Regions from separate parts of the Mus musculus genome. Here region 2 is linked to region 1. The links are chromatin contacts, called in public HiChIP or PLAC-seq maps. All regions are on one chromosome and are shown on one strand. The core of a region is the stretch at or near the end of the contact, and the rest is flanking DNA. Distances in the headings are between cores, read along the strand shown. Region 1 has its middle 20 kb from the start of A530095I07Rik. Region 2 has its middle 19 kb from the start of Gm52059.

Region 1 (2,848 bases), core at 138-2,637:
CCCCCCCCTCCAGGTTTCCAAGATGCCTTTCCAGACTAGAACACAGACATGTGAGCCGCTGGCTGGACACAACACTGGTTAGTTCATATTGTTGTTCCTCTTATAGGGCTGCAGACCCCTTCAGCTCCTTGGGTACTTTCTCTAGCTCCTCCATTGGGATCCTGTGTTCCATCCAATAGATGACTGTGAGCATCCATTTCTGTATTTGCCAGGCACTGGCATAGCCTCACAGCTATATAGCTATATCAGGGTTCTGTCAGCAAAATCTTGTTGGTATATGCAATAGTATCTGGGTTTGGTGTTTTTTTATGGGATGGAAACTAACATTATTTTATCACTTGGAATATTAAATGTCATAAACAACCTTTATAAGTCTAATCATAAAAATATTTTTAAAAACATAAAGTGCCAGGCGTGGTGGCACATTCCTTTAATCCCAGCACTTGGGAGGTAAAGACAGGTGGATCTCTGTGAGTTCGAGGCCACCCTGGACTACAGGGCCCATTCCAGGACAGCCAGGGCTACTCAGAGAAATCCTGTCTCAAAAGCAAACAGAGAGAAACATAGAAAGTGAGAGAAATGTTTATTGCTCTGAGTGTTCTCTTATCACCAGTATTTTTGAAGTCCATATGAATGGACTCTCAGATAAGGTGAGAAAGTTCCCCTTCCCTTCATTGAGTTTCCTAGGCTAGCAGTGAGTTAGCAGTATCTGGACACAGTCCCAATCTTTTCATAGAAATGCAGCCTTTGATATGAGGCTTTTTTTTCCTTTTAATTGAAGATATCATCTGGTTTTATCCTTTGAGAAGACTCTGTAACTAATTTAGAATTTTAATTACTATACTTAAAACTCCTTTTCAATCAGTAAAGTTGGCCAGTGTGCCAGACAGTGGTTCCTCTCCAAACACTTTTTCCTTTTTGGAAACTTTGTTGCTCCCCACCCCCATCTCACCACCCCTTTTCTCCTTCTGAATACTCACCTGTCTAGCCAGCTAGGGAATAGTGTGTGGGTCACTTGTTTTCTGTGCTGCCTTTGGGACCCACTTTCTCAGCTTTTACCCTGAGATCATCTCCTTCTGGGTCTCGGGGTTATCCTGCACATATATGGAATTTCAGAGGACTCATGTTGCAGGGTGACCAATCCCTCACATGTGTCTTCCCATGTGAGCCAATACAGTTGGGTTTCCCTATGAGTCCACTGCATTTTGTGGGGTGTTTCCCCTGACACCTCCACACTTTGAATGGAGGGGACAAGTGCATTTTGTCTTCAGAATCTTTATCACCAGGTGCTCATAAAACTCTTAAGGCTGGGCAATGTCACAGGAGAGGCAGTCTGTGTATTTGAGGAGTGTCAGGAAACAAAGTCCATGAGGTAATGAAACATATCAAAGACAAACAAAACAGAAACCAAAGGGCATTCGGAAATTTCAAGAGCAAGCAGAAACCAAGATGCCTTTAGAGATCTGAAAGCGAGCAAGCAAGCAAGCCGTCTATACAGAATGTTTTCAAACTAGATACCAAACACTTTGAAAGCAGACCAAAAAGGTACCTATCAAATTACCCCCAATTCCTTGGTCCAATGTGGAAACCGTTTCACGAAGTTTTAGAGTTTTTGCAGAACACACACAGAGAGAGAGAGAGCATAATAAATCAAGGCAAATTTAAAATACATTGAGGGACCTCACAGAGGTGGTTACAGCAAGATGGGGGTGGGGCGTCTTTCCTATAAGCCCAACATGCTATCTGATGACAGTCTTAGCTTTTGAGTTGATGGAAGCTAGTGGTCTGCTAAGCCAAAAGGTTTTATTTATTAGTCACTGGGTGTTCTGACACAGAGTTGGGGAAGGAATGGCTGTTCTAGGACCTTAAGTTAGCCCAAGATAAGGTAATTAGCCTCTGGATCTTCAGCACTGCAAAAATCCCCACAGCTCTGAGCTGTAATCATTCAATCTTTGCAGACACAACCTCCTTCAGGAATCTACATTCACAACTCACAGGAACCATGTGTTCAGGCACGCACTATGAACTCATCAGAGGCTGAGGCGCTACCCTGTCACCACTCAATTACTACCCGAACGTGTCCTTAGAGGCACAGAGCATGCAGATAAGCTCTGGTCCAAATCCTAGCCCTGCCATCTCATGTCTGTGTAGTGTTGGTGGCGATGAGGTCAGCGGCTCCCGTGGAGGGGGTAGACAGTCATTTCAGATGTGCTGACATGACCAGCAATAGCACACGCCCCACTGCTGGGATGTTCGGACTGTTATACAATGTATCACACACCATTCTGTATACTCAGACACTTTGTGTTTCACCCACTCACAACAAATGTGCTCCCCTGCTAGGTGGTTCTGGGTCACTGATTCCTTGTTTTAAGCCCACAGCCACTGTTGTTCCAGTATTTCAAGATGTAAGAATGTTTTCCTTGTGGTGTTATAGTAACATTTGTCTGCATCTATGTGAAAGGTGGGTGACCCTACAGTGGCCCCCAAGGCCCTAACACCCTGTTCTTACAGCCTATGTGGTGCCCTCATGGTAGGTGACAGGGGAACAAGATTATATTACTGCCACCTTGCCAGAAGATGATCTCTGTGTTTCCCTGGGAGGAGGGTCTGGGAGGAGCTTAGAGTTCCTCGGAAAGATGAGACCGTCACAGTTGTGATCAAGGAGCTGTGTGCTTCCAACAACCAGCTGAACCGTCTGCAAGACCAGTGCAGATTCTAAGTGGATGCTGGAAGGACCCTGTGCAGAGGACTTAGGTGAACATGCCCAGGGCCATGGCTCTCCCAAAACTGAGGTTTCCTAACACCTATGGTAGGTAGTTTTCCTTGTTTACAAATGCCAATCACC
Region 2 (2,848 bases), core at 105-2,604, 74 kb before region 1:
AAGACTAGTGAGGTAATACTGGACCAAAGCAAAACTGGAAAGTCAAGCTGGGCAAACTCCAAACTCTGCATCTCCATGCCTGATGTCTGTCAACTGGGCTGGCTCCTCTTGTTAGCAGCTTTCCTCAGCAGGTGCCCCAGGGCTCTGACATCTCTAACCTCTTGGGGTATTCGAAGCAATCCAGCCTTCACCCTCACAGCTTCCCACAACGGCCTCTCTGGGTTTCTGTACAAGGACATCCCGGCCACACATCTGGCCTCAGAGACTTTCTTTAGTGGTAGAGGGAAAGCCAGAACCACAGAGCCAAACCTGACAAGTTCTGCTGCTTGCTGGGGCTGGAACGTGCCCCCTTGTTCAATTACATCATCACCAGCTTTCTGTTTTCAATAGTTTCCATCACTGTCTAAGCTTGGCTGTCACGGAATTTGCTCTGTAGACCAGGCTGGCCTTGAACCCAATATGCCTCTGTCTTCTGACTTTGGGGATTAAAGGTGTATGTACCACTATGACTGGACCAAAGCTTTTCTTTAATTCCTTTTCACAAGATGGGAGGGTTGCTGGGTGGGATCTTACCTGGAGGTCACTGGTCCCTTAATTCCATTTAATAACTTTAATCCATTTATCTCTTGAACACATAGGGCCTTTCTATTTCCTGGTACCTCTTTAATCTCTGAACCATACATTTTGTATTTTTTTCCTTTCTCAGCTTGCTACCTTTGATCAAAACACCCTTAGAGTGAACCACAGAATGGGTTCTATCCTAGGCCGTTTTGAGATCTTCTTTACTAATGCAATTAATCTAAATCTTTTCACCTTAGCTTCAAGCAGACTCTTTGGACAAGGGCAAAAAGCAGCCTCCTTCTTTACCAGAATATCATTAGGAGTAATCTCTAGGTAACATACTAAAATTCTTCTCCACAGAAACCTCTCAAGTCCCCACAGTTTAAATCATGCTCAGCACCACGGCCTTCCATGCTTCTAACAGTATTATCCACTTAGAGCACTCTGCTGCTTTCAAAATCCAAAGTCCCCAAATCCACATTCCTCCAAACAAAACCATAGTCTGGCGGATCACAGCAATACCCAGTCCCTGGTACCAACTTCTTAGTTAAGGTTTCATTGCTGTGAAGAGAGAGGCGCCATGAGCAAATCAACTCTTATAAGGAGAACATCTCACTGGGGCTGGCTTACAGGTTCAGGAGTTCAGTCCAGTATCATCAAGGCAGGTTATCTGATCACAGTATGAACCCCAAGACTGTGAACAGGAAAAACCTTGTTGCAGTCTTCTATCCAAGAGCTTTGTGTACTGTAAACAAGTTATGGTACTGATTTTCCCTAACACACACCTTTAACCCAAGAGCCTTCTGTACGCAAGAGCTAGAAAAAAGTCAATGATAGGGCAGGAGCAGAGCTAACAATCAGCTGACACGGAGCAAACATTAAAAAGCAAAACCAAACCAGGAGGGAGAGAGGAGGGCTTGTGGGTTGAAGGGCGTTTAAGACAGAGTGGAGAGCAAGGAGGGGCTTTTCCTTCCTGGGATGTCAGTGGAGTAGGAGGGCTCAGCTGGGGGCTTTCTCTTTCTGCCTCTGCGAGCTAGCAGACGTCCACCTGTGTTTGGGTCCTGAGGCTTCATGTGGTTAATCGGACACTGTTTTAAAAACAAAAATCATCATGTTGGAAAGTATGGCAGCCCGCAGGCAGACATGGTGCTGGAGAAGCCAGACGTTTCTTTAGCCTCCACACCTAAGCCATGGCATGTATGTGACCACATAGAGGCTTAAACAAGCTTACAAAAATGAAAAAGTCTTCCCTTCTCACAGGGCCATATCGACCGGAAGCAACGAGTCATGAAGCCAGCACAGCTGTCTAACACAGATGCAGCAGTGCTGAGTCGGATGCTGTGACTGCTGTCCTCCTGTCTCTCACGTTCAGGTTTTGGTCTCTGTGTGCGGCACTCACTCTAACCTGGCTCTGCTTGTAACTCATCCTGATTCCCCGGAGACTGTGATAAATGAGCATTAAGCTATGAATTTCTAAATGAGGCCATGACTCCAGGAATCTTCTTGGGGCATTTACCCCTAAGCAAACTTAAGCAGTATGATTGGAACAGGGTAAACAGATAACTGACAAGATCTGACTGGCCAGAACTAGTAGCAGATTTCAAGCCTCCCTTTATATTTAGAACTCTCTCAAAATGTAGTTTTAAGATAATATGCCCCGGACTGTAACTCAGTCAATAAGATAGGCTGAAATAATCTTTTCCTACTTTCTGGCATAGATGAAGAAACGATACAGTAAAAGGAGTTAGGTACAAGTGCTGCTATTCACAAAATGACCAGTTCAGATATTTTGTTTGTCTGGAGTGCTTTAAAACTTGCAAATACTGCCAGCCTGAAGGCAGGCTGTAACGAATGTGCTTGCTCTGGCAGAGGCAAGCTTTAGTCCATTGGAGTTATACAGCTGGTAACAGTAGAGCTGTCCAATTTGTAATTCCTAATTGTGCCTGAGTCTGTAACCCTGGACATACAAGGAAAAGATCACACCCATGTTCAGATAACCACTCATCTGTCTCTGTTCTGAGAAACCTATGTAAGGAAGGGAGCAACCGACTGCTCATCAGTCAGGGCTGCAGGACTCCCCCGACCACCACGCCTGGCACTCCTCCCTCACAAACTCCTTTTCCACCATATCAAAGAACCAGGGCCGGCCCCAGGAACCCCTCCCACAACAAGTATAAAAACCTAGAAAGTGTACACAAAACTTTCCACAACACAATACAGTCAGAGCCGAAGGGCAGCTACAGCATGCTTGATGATAGAAACAACCCATGTTGGGCCTGGGACATCA

Evidence for each region. HiChIP or PLAC-seq counts read pairs in DNA pulled down with a chosen protein or histone mark.
Region 2: an H3K27ac HiChIP or PLAC-seq map of hepatocytes shows a contact between it and region 1, with 3 times the contacts expected there. The contact joins two enhancer-like sites. A contact is called at or near these places in 1 of 15 datasets of contacts at CTCF or cohesin (the NIH/3T3 cell line), 29 of 484 Hi-C or Micro-C datasets (the AML12 cell line, ECoMG myeloid progenitors, the G1E-ER4 cell line and 10 more), 8 of 115 datasets of contacts at active chromatin or transcription factors (cardiomyocytes, differentiating embryonic stem cells, double positive thymocytes and 4 more) and 4 of 9 other capture datasets (adipose tissue, embryonic stem cells, liver and 1 more).

What each region holds. Positions count from the first base shown.
Region 1 is chr13:69,562,605-69,565,452 of GRCm38.p6, reverse strand. No RefSeq gene overlaps it. Among named protein-coding and RNA genes, the nearest start is that of A530095I07Rik, 20 kb to the right of the region's middle. Within about 2 kb of position 1,387, at least 20 of the 459 cell types and tissues checked have an H3K27ac peak or open chromatin away from gene starts, as enhancers often do. A contact at or near this core is called in hepatocytes and liver, where this site is marked.
Region 2 is chr13:69,636,872-69,639,719 of GRCm38.p6, reverse strand. No RefSeq gene overlaps it. Among named protein-coding and RNA genes, the nearest start is that of Gm52059, 19 kb to the left of the region's middle. Within about 2 kb of position 1,354, at least 8 of the 459 cell types and tissues checked have an H3K27ac peak or open chromatin away from gene starts, as enhancers often do. A contact at or near this core is called in hepatocytes and liver, where this site is marked.